Linked DNA regions of Mus musculus: region 1 is linked to region 2. The links are chromatin contacts, called in public Hi-C maps. All regions are on one chromosome and are shown on one strand. Each heading gives the region's core, a stretch centred on a gene start, on an enhancer-like site or on the middle of the called end of the contact. The rest is flanking DNA. Distances are from core to core; before and after follow the strand shown. Region 1 holds the start of Agtr1a (angiotensin II receptor, type 1a). Region 2 has its middle 27 kb from the start of Gm40863.

Region 1 (7,063 bases), core at 769-3,268, 72 kb after region 2:
GTAGGGCGCTGCTCCTGTTATCTTCCAGCAGAGTCTTTGTTCCAGGTTTCATAACAGAAGACCTGCACTTTTAAAAACTGAGTTTATATCTTTGCAAAGATTCAACCAACATGCCTGTGACTTTTCACAATGCCAGAATTTATTGGATAACAATAAATTCACAAGGAATATTGACTTTGTAAGAATCAATTTGCTAAGGAGTGTCCAATTCCTTGATAACCTGACAAGGCAAATGCAGAAACACAGACCCTTTTATTCCAATCTTACCTATGAACATTAACTTTCAGATTATGCACTATACATCACACACACACACTATACACACACTATATATACACACACATATATGTAATTTAGACATCGGCTACATAGCATTGAAGAGTATCTAATAGGACTCAGGGAATTGCAAAGATGCTTGAGAAGCAGGCAGCTAAAGGGGTCAAAAGGGGCCTCTATGGTAATGAGATAACCGCTGCTGGAGGTCTGCTGCTAAAAGTCAAGGTTTGAGCTGAGCCACTGGCAGAGGCTTTAGCAGCCAAGTGCAGGACTCAGCCCTGGAGACAGTTTCATGTCAGGTAGAGACACACAAGTGGGCATATGTGTCACTTCAAATAGAACAGCCACATCATAGCAGAGACTGAGCTAAGTTGAAGCCTCTAGGAGGGCTGGGCACTCTGTGACGCACACAGGGTGGAAAGATAGGGCTTCTTACCCCTGAAGCCTTAGGGCTTCTTCTCTTCATGGGGCTCAGGTGAGAGAGCTGCACCCTTTTCCAGTCTTGCCAGTCCAGTGTGCTGTCACTCCTGGTTTCCCAGATTTGATATTAACCTCGGCGTGTGTGGCTATAGTCTCCATTTACTTCGATTGTTTTTTAAGTAGCGGGGCATGGGGCGTGGGGTGGGGGTGGGGGCTTTCTGCCTTAAGAAATAAATTGTTAATCTATCTGTGCCATGTAGCTGGTGACAGGCAGATGATGTTTATGTGCACATCAAGGTGCGAATTCTACTTCTGCATTTTCACTTTAAGTGGAGTCAATGCTGCTTGTAAAATACAAACTCTGCAGTCGAAAGCCATTGTTTTGCACAATGTCGAGTAATTCAGAGCAGGGCACATCATGGTCTCAATACCTTTATTTTTCCACTGGATTTGAATCGCTAGCACTTCATTAGGATTTGCATCTCCATCCATAGAAGCTGTTAGTCTGAAGTTGGCTTGTACTGTGTTGCCTGAGTTTGGTATCAGAGTAATTCTGGCCTCGTGATACACTGCAGAATGTATTTCCCCTTTCCTTTCCTTTCCTTTCCTTTCCTTTCCTTTCCTTTCCTTTCCTTTCCTTTCCTTTCCTTTCCTTTCCTTTCCTCTCCTCTCCTCTCCTCTCCTCTCCTCTCCTCTCCTCTCCTCTCCTCTCCTTTCCTTTCTCTCTTTCTTTCCTTTCTCTCTTTCTTTCTTTTCTTCCTTCCTTTCTTCCTTCCTTCCTTCCTTTCTTTCTTTCTTTCTTTCTTTCTTTCTTTCTTTCTTTTTTTCTTTCTTTCTTTCTTTCTAATTTAGAATTGAGTTCATTTTGTTCTCAAATATTTTGTGCTATTTTTTTGGCAGTCTGTTTTTATTTTAAAATAAATGCAGCTTGAGCCACGTGTAAACTAGGAGGAACTGATAATCTTTTATTTTACAACTCTGAAATTAATCCATGCCATATGTAATCCACAGCACAGGCCTCAAATTTTGAGTCAGCCACAGCGAAGAAAGGGAGTTCCTTAATTCATCCTTAAAATTTTTCCAAGATTTTTTTTTTCTTCTTTCTAAGTGAAGCATTTATCTTGGAGTCAGTTCATGTGGCCTTACGCCCACCTCCCTCCATCTTCAACACTTCAGGCTGGGATGTGGGATTCAGGACCAGCTGAGCTTGGATCTGGAAGGGCACATCGGTGACTGGCAGCAGGGAAGACTCCGTCAGAAACTGGAGAGGGAGAGGGTTGGACAGAGGGTCTCGGGGCGGGGCGGGGCGGGGCGGGGCGAGGGAGGAGTGCAAAGCCTTAGGGTTGGAACCTGCGGAGTAGCAACGTCCCCCTAGGCTATAAATATGGAAGTGCCTCGCTGCTGATCGCCAGGCAGTTGGGAGGGACTGGATGATGCTGTCTGGCCGGAGAGGACTCGAGGCTTGAGTCCTGGTCCACGGGTCGCTGGGGTGGGTCGCTGGGGTGGCTGAAGCCAGTACCAGCTCTGCGGCTCTCCCAGCTCTGCTGCTCTCCCGGGTGAGTCCTAGCCCAGGCGTCCCGCCAGCGTGGTGATCAGGGGCGGGAGTGGGTAGGTTCCTTGTCACCACATCTGAATCTAGAGTACTGGGCACGGAGGACCCGGGGGACCCAGGGGAGCGAGCTCACTCCCGGCCAGCGGAATGAGCCTGGAGGGGGCTGCCCTTCACCGGATCAGGTGGGAGGAAAGTGCGCTCGTTTGCAGCGTGGTCCAAAGGAGTCATAATGTTTTGATCAAACTCTTCGAGTACAGGCTAGAAATCTACAGAAATGTGAGGCAAGCAAGTCAGTTTTCCGCCGTGCTTTTAAATAACTGTTGTATTTTAGCTGTGACCTGAATTTAACCGTAGCCTGTATGACCGCGGGGCCAAAATCTGAAGTTGTGCTACTTTGAGCTTAAGTTAAGATTGTCCCCAGCCTCACCTTTGTTTGCCAATGACCCTGCACTGCCTTCTCTCCTTCTTCTCAGTGCGGGTTCTACTAGTGGATCATCAGTATCACATAGATGGTAGTGGGGCCAAACGCCATAACCACAGGTGTTCCCAGCCAAGCTTTGATACTTCAGTCAGAAGTGGGGAGAAGCTGGTGGCTGCATCTCAGCAGGCTGTCTTGGCCTGTAGTCCTCACTGGATTTCAGTGGCTCCGATTCAGTACTGAAGCGAGCGAGCGAGAGCAGGGCTCTCCACTCTTCTACCTCATTTCACTTTCTTGAGAAACCTTTAGGCCAGTGTCTCCGCAACCTCAGACTATGGTGGTCTCCAGAAAATTTAAGCCAATCCTGCTCAAGACTTCACCTGCTCCCTGTCTTTGGTTAAGCACAGGAGAATAGGCTACGGGTGTCCATGTTTGCCCATGTCCTTAAGCATAAAGACCCACCATCAACTCCAGGGAGACGTCTTTTTTTTTTTTTTTTTTTTTTTCAGGAAAATTTGGGCACTCTGTGTGCCCTGAGGTCTCATTTGGAAGTCGACAACATTAATTTCCTCCTGTGTCGTTCCAGGAAAAGAGAGAGAGAGAGAGAGAGAGAGAGAGAGAGAGAGAGAGAGAGAGCAGCCTCACAGCCTGCTCTCTGCAGTCAGTAATCATTGTTTCCCTTTTCAAGGTACTTCATTCCTAAAGCGATTTTCTTGAGAGTTACCGCCACCGAGTCCCTGTATTTATTGCCCCTAAGCAAAAGCCTTAACCCACTTTACAAATATAAGGACTCCAAGAAGCTTGTTTTAGTGTTTTATCTCCTTGGTTTAACCACAAACAAACAAACACTACCTGTCCTGTTTGCTTATCTCGGAAGTCTTTTTGGAGCCATTAAGGCCCCACTTGGACGGTCACTTCTCCATCAATTTCCTGCTAATGCCCAGGAACCCTCCTTGTTCTTACCCTGAATTAGCTGCGCGATATTAAGAGTGCTTTTATTTATCTAACAATTCTGAGTCTCTGGTCACTGCACAGAAGGTCTCTTACAGTCTTTTAAAACCTCGATACTTTCTGGTTTTTGGTTATTGCTGACTACATAAAAGTCTAGACTGGTTACCTTATTATCCCATGATAAAAGTCTTCGAAACTGTTAACATCTCTGGTTAAATGTTTCTTAGTGAGAGGTCCACAGGTCTATCCTCAAATCACAGGTGACAATTCCTATAATGTATGATATATACTGCTTGAGGTTTAGGGAGGGGCCTCAAGTTGTAAGGTGTTAAAATTGACTGACTTTTCTGAGCCCTTCTTCTCTTCCTGGATGCCTTGTTTTTGTTGGTGGTGTTGGCTTATTTTCCCCTTTACAAGGTTTTAATTTCTAGTTTTACTCTTCCTTGGAACTCAGAGAACATCTAACTAACTAACTAACTAACTAACTAACTAACTAACTCTGCATCCACCACCTTAGAAGAGAGTGGGTTTTCTCTTATGTGAAAACCTGTTATCCAGAGATTTACAAAATGTTTGCCCATCACAGTATCTGAGTGAGGCTTGCTGAGCTCCGGTCATCTTGCCTTACCCTGGTCAGTGTAGGAAGGACACACTATGTGCCGTTCAGCTTTCTTCATTTTCTTCGTCTCCTGTCTCGTTTGGGGGGAGAATTGTCCCCTTTACTTCAGAGCATATTTTTGCTGCCTTTGACTGCTGCTACTTATGACTGTGTGGATCTTGTGTTACTAATTAACAGTAATAACTAATTTTGCTTGTGACAAGGAAAAGAAAAGTTTAATGTTATACTTATCCCAGCGTGGAGTAAGTATTTGCCAGCAAGGACTTTGAAGCATAGTTTGAATTACAGATGTGTGGCTTCTCTGTGCTCTCATGATGCCTTTTCCAAGCAGAGAGTTGAGAGCTGCTATATTTTGTTCTCAAATCTGTTCTAGGGACAGAGATCGAATTCCTTTCCCATTTGCACGTTTTGGCTTCCCAGCCCAGGCTGTTGTCCTTGAGCCTTTTATTTATCCCTGTACCTGATCCTTTCCCTGAATTTTAGGTTCTAAAAAGCAACTTCTTAATGACTTGATACCTACAGTTACTTTTAACCAGTAGTACCTAAGTGGTAGAAGATAATATTCAAATGATTTGGCAAGTGACTACTATTAAACCATTAACGACTCTAAAATATAGTGTTTCCCTTCCAGAAAAGGAATCCAAAGTGGTATAAATAAGTTTCATTAGAGTTATCACTTTAACATAAAATCTGACAAATGGGAATTCAAAAACAAAGTCTATATTTAGAACATTCATAGAGATGACAAATGGACATTGCTGTATTACCATGAAATATTTGCTGATTTTTAATTCTTTTCATAGCAGATATTCAGAAAAGAAAAATTCCTTTGCATATGAAAAATGAACTAGTGTTTCTTTTTTTTAATAACAAAGAGGTTCATGTGGTTTGAGGGCTGTAGGATTGCTTTTCTTTTTTTCCCTACTTTATTCTTATAGGTCGATTTAGAAGCACTTACTTTAATTTGCTTTTATTCTGGCTCCTCGATAGGTGCTTCCTCTAAAGGTCTTAAGTAGAATTGAGTGTTTAGAACCTGCTAGCTACTGTTATAACTCCCACACCCAAGAACATTTTCAAGGGTTTTGAAGCTCTTAGGCTCTGTTATGTTTATCATATTTAAAAGTTGGGGAAACAGATGAGCACCGAGACCTCACTGCTTCTATGGCGGCACGTCTTTCCTAACTCTGGATGTGTTCCCAATTTTAGCTCACATGATTAATGGTCCTTTAGTTTAGATCAACGAACTTCTTACTCATTTTGTATACATAGAAGACACCGTGATCTTCACCAAGAGGTAAAAGTCTCTTTAGGTCAGTGAACTTAACTATTTGTCTCAGTTAACTGCAGGCCAAGAATATTGAAAACACATGCATGTGGCTACGTGCTCGCTTATAAAGAGACTCACTGCTTGCTAGTTAACTCTCTGAGTTGCTTAGCTATTCACTTGTTTTCTATGAACCAGAGATCATACCCTGCTTTAAGACATGAAGACTTGTCTGTGAAATCGGCAGCAGCAGCAGCAGGTTCTTGCAAAAGCAATTACACGGAGCAGAGTGACGTTCAGCCCTTGAGGACACGTCAAAGCATAAAAATGGTCTTTGCCCTGCAGAGTTGTTGGTTAGGCTACACGCGTATTGAGAAAGAGAAGATTTAAAAAAACCACTCTGCCTCCTGTCCTAGTGTTCAGATGAGATAGATGTCTTGTGTGGCTGAATTGCTTGGTCCTCCTATAATGGCAGCTCCTTCTGTTCCTCCCGAGAACTACCTTAATATTAATTAATTAATATTAATCTTACACCTTCATAGCTTCTTACTAAGCACTGAGCAAATTCCTCATGCCGGAGGACAATGGGATGTGTTTCATCCCATCGTGTACACACGCACACACACACACACACACACACACATGCACGCAGGCTCGAGCATACACACACACACACACACACACACACACACACACACACACATGCACCATCACACAGGCTTAAAGTCAATCTCCTTGGGACATAGACATTAATGCCATTTTCAATCTAAAGAACTACTGGCTAGGAAAAAGTAAAGAGAATGAAAAGATCAATCAAAGACAATGAAAGACCGAAGCCTCGAATCAGTGCTGTTTAATGTGTTGAGTCAAGTCAAGCTTCTGTGGTCTGTTCAGGCTTGGCACATTTCAAATTAGAAGCAACTAGCTAGTCACCTCAGGTACCATCATAGTCCACAGCCCAGCCTCCTGGAATCATCTGAGAATTTATGGAAATGTAAAACCTCAGACTTGTTGGATAAGAATCTGCATTTTCACAGGAATCCCAGGTGATTTGAGCATGTTAAAGACAGAAACACACCCTGGTAACCACACCTCGCCTAAAATGATTACCTTAGCTGTGGTTTTCTTGGCCTTTGTATAAGACAGTGTTTTAAAATTGGGCAGTGGTAGTGCATTCGAGCAGAGACAGAGGCAGGCAGATCTCTGAATTCTACAGATCCAGTTCCTGAACAGCCAGGGCCATGCAGAGAACTTCCCTTTCCCCTCAAAATAAAATAACATTTCAATAAAGCCAAAATGTATTCATCATATACCAATGCCCCACCGTGCTCATTCTGTGTCTTTTATTTAACCTTCATAAATCTTTATGATATGGTCTCTACTCCATCTTCATGTTATCAGTTGGATACTAAGAAATAGTGGAGATGAAGAGATGACCCAAATATGGTAACTGACACTTAGGTTTAAACACGATAATCCACAGCCCAAACAAGTCATGTTCTTTGTCACATTGTCTGTCCTGCTTTAGGCAACTTACTTTTGGGTGAACGCTAATGGTCTAAG
Region 2 (7,611 bases), core at 4,853-7,352:
CCTTGGTCTTGCAAACTTTATAAGCCCCAGTACAGGGTAACGCCAGGGCCAAGAAGTGGGAGTGGGTGGGTAGGGAAGCACGGCGGGGGGAGGGTATAAGGGACTTCCGGGATAGCATTTGAAATATAAATGAAGAAAATATCTAATAAAAAAATTGGATGAAAAAAAAAAAAAACACCTCACTTCTAAGAACTCGAAACAGTGATTTGCAAACTGGGGGCCTTCCCCCTACCCCTTTCTTTCTTTACGAAGACAAAGACACACACACATAACGTTGCCTGGCCGATCTCTTACCTGGACAAGGATGATTTTAAGCTTTTGATCCTCCTGCCTCCACTTCCTTCGTGCTGGGATTATAGTGCTAGTGTATGCGGTGCTGGGGATGGAATCCACGGCTTCCTGCAGGCCACGGGAACTCCACTACTGAGCTATGTCCCCAGATGCAAATTGGGTTCTAATGGTAACCCCTCACCCATACCGGTAAGCAAAGGCCATAGCCGGCTCTAAAGGCTAACGTGCATGTGACACATACACTCACAGCGGCAGTGTGGTCTTCAATTACAGCAGAAAGCGCGAATAGTATTCCCAGAAGAGAGCAGTTAAACCCAGACATGCTGCCTTTGGGACTTTGCTGAATCAGCTTCCTGTGAGTCCGAAGCAGCTACTGTCGGAGAACAACAACAAGGAGTGAGGAGGAAGTGCTTCAAAGTACCAAGTGTGTGTGAGAGCGGACCCAGGGCAGTGGTGTGGCAAACTTAGTTTTGATTTGAAACAGGGGCTCCTGTTGCCCCAGCTGCCTTGACTTTCCTGGGCACGAGAATGCTCCTGCCTCAGTTTCCCCTGCACTTGGGACTACACTGGCTTTTGCTTTCACAAAGCGGCCTGGGAAAGAGGAGTGAGAGATTCTTAATGGTTAATGGTTAATGGTTTCCTAGCTTCTAAGCTTCAGTGTGTGTGTGTGTGTGTGTGTGTGTGTGTGTGTGTGTGTGGTGTCTTGCATGTGCCATGTAGTATGTATGGAGATCAGAGTACAACTCTGTAGACTCGGTTCTCTCCTTCTACCTTTGTGTGAGTTCTGAGTACTTGGGTAAGGAGAATTCTGTATATTGCGGGTTTGGGGTGGAGAGATGGTTGGACCGATAAGAACTCTCGCTGCTCTTTCAAGAGGATTGGTTTCTAGCACTCACACCATGCAATGTAATTCACAACCATCTGTAATGCTAGCTTTAGAAGATCAGAAACCCTTTACAGGCGTCTGAAGGTATGTGCATGCGCGCGCGTGTGCACACACACACACACACACACAGAATGTAAATCTTTATATTTTTATTTTATGTATATGAATGTTTGCCTGCATGTGCACCACGTGTGTTCACCTTGCCCAAGAAGCCAGAAGAAGGTTTGAAACTGGAGGTAGAGATAGCTTTGAGCCGCCATGCAGGTGCTTGGAACAGAATCCAGCTCTTTGGCAAGAATAGCAAACACTCCTGACCCCTGAGCCACCTCTCCAGCTCCCAAAACAAGTCTTTTTTAAAGGAAAGCACTTCTATCCTTCTGAGCCATCCCCTTGGCTGGCCCTCAGCCTAACTTAAAATCTACACCTTGCAGTGTAGGTTTGAGAGGAAGCAATCCCAGAGTACCTCTCCTGCTTATGACCTATCTCAGCACAGGCCAGCTACCAATCATTGCTTGAATGCGATTTCTCTGAAGCGGTGTGAAGTAGCGACCTCTTGTGGCCATTTGCAGTAATTTCGATGGCTCTTGTTGAATTGCCAGCCCAGCGTTCCTTTATGGCTTGGACACTCTTTAACCTCTCTGCTGCCCCTTTTGAACTGTAACTGCTAGTGAAATGCTGAAAAAATGATGACCCCCCCCCCAGTCGCCTCTTCCTTCGTTAGTTACAAATAAAAACAGGATGGTGGGTAGACCTAAAATACCAGACGCACTGGAGGTGGCACCAGCTACAGGTTAAGGTTTATGCTTTGAGTTTGCTGTGTGACCTTGGAGAACTTGAACAGCCTCTCTGTACCCTTCCTGTTAGGTGAGTCAGTAACTCATGTGAGGGTTAAATGAGATAGTTTGAGGAACTGATTCAAAGATTTCTGCAGTGATTGTATAGTTTAAATACATCATGAGATTCTGTTGTTCTGACCTGTAAGAGGGAGAGGTAAGATGGCCACAAGTTGCTTGTGTTTTATCCTTTTATAATTTGTTACTTTGTGTCCCACTCCGAGCCTCTTCCTTCCAGGAGGGCCCTCCCCAGTCTGTGGTTGTTAGTGCTAGCTCACTTATTTGGGTCTGCAACTTTGTGGAAAGCGGTATGTTTTCTAGGTAATTCATTTTGGGTGACTGGTTTCTGGAGGGAAATGCAGGCTTTTCATAGTTCCTTTGCTGACAATTCAGTGTGCTGGTCCTGGTGGCTTGGGTACATTTCTGAACCAAGAAAGAAACTGATTCCAGGAAAATGTAATCTTTACGGTGATCTGTTAGAGGTCCGCAATAAATAGCATCCGGCTTACTTATGACAGCACAGACACCCGTGTGTTCCTGCCTGGGGTCACCAGGCTCAGCCAAGCTGTGGCTTAACTTGGCTCTCTCCCTTCCTCTTCCTGTCTCCTTCGTTTCTCAACAAAACATTAGAACCCAGGTAGAATCTGTGAGCTGAGCTGTGCTCATTAGCGTAGAGTGGTAGAAGGCGACTGGTCTTGCCATGTTATCCTTCACTTCATCTTGTTCCTTCCTCGGGATAAGATTTCTAACCCCACCCTGACCCCTGCCTGCCCCAACAATCCAGTTCCCCAAGGAGAAGAGCAGCTTCTGTTGATGGCAAAGCACAGCTCTCGCCTCAAAGCAAATAAAAGAGGCAGTGTGAAGCTAAACGGAGTGACTGCATTCTGGAATCAGGTTTCCGTTTGGCCAGGTAGCACGTTCTACTGTGGGAGGCCTCGGTGATAGACGACAATCATAAATGAAGGCGCTTCCCGAATGCATGACGGGAACATCAGGCAGGCGGCTTATGACCGACTGGGAATCTGCTGTGGGCTCCAAGACGGTGTATAATGACATTCTTAGCACAGGGGCTCATGGGAGTGAGCAGCTTTCCAAAGGTTTCATCTGCTCGTCACAGGATGTAAGGTCAGGTGCATCCGTGGGCAAACAGGGGCTGTTACAGAGGCCAGAGAGAGCCCAAGATAATTTTGTCTCTGCAACATCCCAACCCTGCTCAGCCTGCATGCTCTACCTAGCCTAGTCAGCAGAGTGGCTTCTGAGTACAGGTGCAGCTTTTATTCTGGGGACTTCAGTTCACACATTCCATTTCAGACACGTTTTATTTATTTTTTTATTTTTTTATTAGGTATTTTCCTCGTTTACATTTTCAATGCTATCCCAAAGGTCCCCCATACCCACCCCCCCAATCCCCTACCCACCCACTGCCCCTTTTTGGCCCTGGTGTTCCCCTGTACTGGGGCATATAAAGTTTGCAAGTCCAATGGGCCTCTCTTTGCAGTGATGGCCGACTAGGCCATCTTTTGATACATATGCAGCTAAAGACAAGAGCTCCCAGGTACTGGTTAGTTCATATTGTTGTTCCACCTATAGGGTTGCAGATCCCTTTAGTTCCTTGGGTACTTTCTCTAGCTCCTCCATTGGGGGCCCTGTGGTCCATCCAATAGCTGACTGTGAGCATCCACTTCTGTGTTTGCTAGTCCCGGCATAGTCTCACAAGAGACAGCTATATCTGGGTCCTTTCAGCAAAATCTTGCTAGTGTATGCAATGGTGTCAGCATTTGGAAGCTGATTATGGGATGGATCCCTGCATATGGCAATCACTAGATGGTCTATCCTTTCATCACAGCTCCAACTTTTGTCTCTGTAACTCCTTCTATGGGTGTTTTGTTCCCATTTCTAAGAAAGGGTAGAGTGTCCACACTTTGGTCTTCGTTCTTCTTGAATTTCATGCGTTTGGCAAGTTGTATCTTATATCTTGGGTATCCTAAGTTTCTGGGCTAATATCCACTTATCAGTGAGTACATATTGTGTGAGTTCCTTTGTGAATGTGTTACCTCACTCAGGATGATGCCCTCCAGATCCATCCATTTGCCTAGGAATTTCATAAATTCATTTTTTTTAATAGCTGAGTAGTATTCCATTGTGTAAATGTACCACATTTTCTGTATCCATTCCTCTGTTGAGGGGCATCTGGGTTCTTTCCAGCTTCTGGCTATTATAAATAAGGCTGCTATGAACATAGTGGAGCATGTGTCCTTCTTACCAGTTGGGGCATCTTCTGGATATATGCCCAGGAGAGGTATTGCTGGATCCTCCGGTAGTACTATGTCCAATTTTCTGAGGAACCGCCAGACTGATTTCCAGAGTCAGACACGTTTTATTTGTAATTTACAACTTGGCTCAGTTTCCCACACGCTCTTCTCATTGGTTCCCACACAATTAGAATTAGAGGAACCAAGTTTGTTTTTTAAAATAAAGATTTATTACACACACACACACACACACACACACACACACACACACACACACACAACTGTTCTGTTTATGTGTATATCCCTGCAGGCCAGAAGAGGACACCAGATCTCAGGATAGATGCTCAGTATTCCATGTGGTTGCTGGGATTTGAACTCAGAACCTCTGGAAGAGTAGCCAGTGCTCTTGACCTCTGTACCACCTCTCCAGCCTGGGACCAAGTATTTTACAGAGAGTTACTTTTATTATTTTTAAAATGTGCATGTCTGCGTGTGCCGGTGTGAGCATGTGCACCTGAATGCAGTGGTGGTAGAGGCCAGAAGAGGGCGTCGGATCGTGTGGACTTACAAGCGGTTGTGAGCTGTCCTACTCAGGTGCTGGGATGTTAACTCAAGTCTCCTGCAAGAGTGGTAGGTAGGCTTTATATTTTTAACTTTTAAATTGATTTTTTTTTTTACATTATGCACCCCAATCCCACACATCTCCTCATCTCTCCATCTCTGCACTCTACCCTTGAGATCTCCCTCACAAAAGAAAAAAAAATAATTAAAAAAATCTCACTGTGGAAGCTGCGATGTGTCACGGCCTGTCACACAGTATATACCCCTTTGCCCAAACAGATTGACTTGCAAATGTTCATTGCAGTGAATCATTGGTCTCATGTGAGGCCTCTGGCTTCTGCTACACTGTCAATACTGGATCCTCACTGGGACTCCCCTGGGATATCTTGGTGTCATCATGTGTCATGGAGATCTGCAGGACCAGCCCTTTCATGGACTCCCACAGTTCATAGATGGGGTGGAATAACTCAACCCCTGGATCTGGGCCTGGTTGGTAGCTGAGCTGGTCAGCCCACCAGCTCTGCAGTGCTCACACTATCTGAGGCAGCTCTCCTGCACCCAAGTCACTAAGACAAGCTCTCCAGCACTGCCTCAGCTCTCCTGCTACGCTGCTCAGACAGTGTGGGGAGAGCCAGCACTCCTGCCTGCCACAGACAGCAGGGGCCAGGGCCATAGCTGCTGAGCCATAGCTCCAGTTTCTGGAACTAGCTACTTATCTTCCTCTTTAAACCGGGGCATGGTTTTCCTGTGGACATACTTGTAGCAGATGATGGTATCAGGACCTGAAGCTTCAGCCTCCTTCTTGGGCCCCATTCTGATAGTGCCAAATTTGTATCCATTTCAGAAGTTATATAAAAATTTTCCTCTTGTCCTATTAATCTGAATGAATCGTATATTTAGGATTGACTCTTGGCTTTGGTAATCTTTGAACGTGGCATAGTCTCTGCCGAGAAACAGAAAGGCCATGCACTTTCTGAACTGCGTTTCTTTGTTACACCGACACCATGCTGAACATTCAGCGATGAGTTACAATGCTTTGTTTGAGAAACGGTGCCAGGAAGGATCTAGAATGGGGATGTGAGACAGAAGAAGCTCATATGGCATAAATTAATTGGTAAATTACCATCGTGTCAACCCCCTGCCCCTGGGGTTATAAAAGCCGAACACCTGCCAAGGAGCAGAGACGGTGGAGTACCAGAGAGCAGTGTAGGGAGCCCCAGGGCAGCAGCTTTCCTGTGTCAGGGACAGAGATCACCATAGCTGGTGCACCCAAGCCTTGATTGCTGAACCGCTGTGCTTGCTGGGCTTCCCTCCAGGGGCATCATGGGGAAGGTCGTAACTCAGTAAAGACAAGTCACTGGAGCGCACGCCTTCGTCAACCTTCTGTCTAGTCTCCTCGAGCACCGTCAAGACCTTGTACACCCAGAATGTGACCACACGCAGCTTTACTTGGGGACAGGAGAACGCTCTGATGACCTTCTCTTTCCTCTAACAGGAAGGACTGCTAGGAGGTCCTGGGTTTTTTGAGTCTTTGAATTTAGCAGATGCCCTATCAGTGGTCAGGGTTGCCACCGTCAGTGACAATGTATAAACACGGGCTTTCCTCGGTAGTCATAGAGAAGAATAAAACACAGTCTCTGGGATAGCAGGCCACCAATGCATGATCTGGATCAGACGTTGAGAACACACAAAGCACAATGAGCAGTAAGTGCACTCTGCAAATACAGGACCTGTGCCTCACACACAGAAAATCCAATTAGAAAAGATTACAGAGACTGGAGGAGCTGTTTCAGGTTGTGGGGACTGAGAGTGACAGGGCAGCGTGTAATCTGGCTTAGATCCTGGACACAGACTTGGTTTTTTGTTTTTGTTTTTTTTTTTAATCAAGGGAAATGAATGGTAGGATAACTGGAAAATTTTGTAACAGTCCTATAATTAGATTTTTACATAAATCTTTATTCTGTGATTTTGCTTATTATATTGTGGTTATCAAAAATAACAACTTGTCTGAACATAATAAAATATCTAGGTGCAAGGAAGGCATTTTGTGTGGAACTCACTTTCAAATAGAAAATGTTTTATATATAGTATATATATATTTATATATAAATGTTTTGTATATTATAAAATAGAAAGATGAATCGAATAATAAAAATTATGAAAAAACTACCACTTGATATTATCATTTGATATCACCATGAAAGAGCTTTGTAATGCACCTTTTCCAGTTTTATTCAAGTCAAATTGCCTCAAATTTTATAAAAAGAGAGATTGTTCAGGGTGTAGAGAGAGAAGTGGTTAGAGAGAGGACCAGAGAATATGTGTGACAACTTGTTTGTTGACAGCAGGCATGGAGACAAGTGATGGATCCAGAATTATCCAAGACACGAAATAGAAGTTGAGAATGAGCCAGGGCTGCTGGGTAATGGCCATTCCTTCACCGATCAGGGAGGGCAGTGATGCAGGCGGACAGGGACTGTCATTGGATTTAATTTGGTATGATCTAAATAAGCTGCTGCCAAGAGTTTAAGTGAGTTGCTGAAGTGGACGAGATTTGTAGTTCCACAGCATAAGGATAAAAGTTTGGGGCCATTCAGTACGCATTTGGGAGGATGGAGGCAGTTGCTTAAGAAAACATCAGAAACAGAGACAAGAGTAAGGAAGCCCGGTTTTTGAAGTTGTAGGAAAGAAAACAAATGTAGAGTATGAAGAATAAAAACGGAGAAGCAACTTTAGGGGATGCATATGGTATAAAGGCCCTAATAGGATATTCTATGTAGTTTTATGG

What was found. A called contact is a pair of places that touch in the nucleus more often than the background predicts.
Region 1: a contact with region 2 is called in a Hi-C map of rod photoreceptor, with 1.6 times the contacts expected there. The contact joins the promoter of Agtr1a here to the enhancer-like site in region 2. A contact is called at or near these places in 2 of 39 promoter capture datasets (both in liver), 3 of 484 Hi-C or Micro-C datasets (liver and rod photoreceptor) and 1 of 9 other capture datasets (liver).

The regions. Positions count from the first base shown.
Region 1 is chr13:30,334,338-30,341,400 of GRCm38.p6, forward strand. Agtr1a (angiotensin II receptor, type 1a) reads left to right here and starts at 2,019. Exons shown (of 3, transcript NM_177322.3): 1 at 2,019-2,252.
Region 2 is chr13:30,258,394-30,266,004 of GRCm38.p6, forward strand. No RefSeq gene overlaps it. Among named protein-coding and RNA genes, the nearest start is that of Gm40863, 27 kb to the left of the region's middle. Within about 2 kb of position 6,103, at least 10 of the 459 cell types and tissues checked have an H3K27ac peak or open chromatin away from gene starts, as enhancers often do. A contact at or near this core is called in rod photoreceptor, where this site is marked.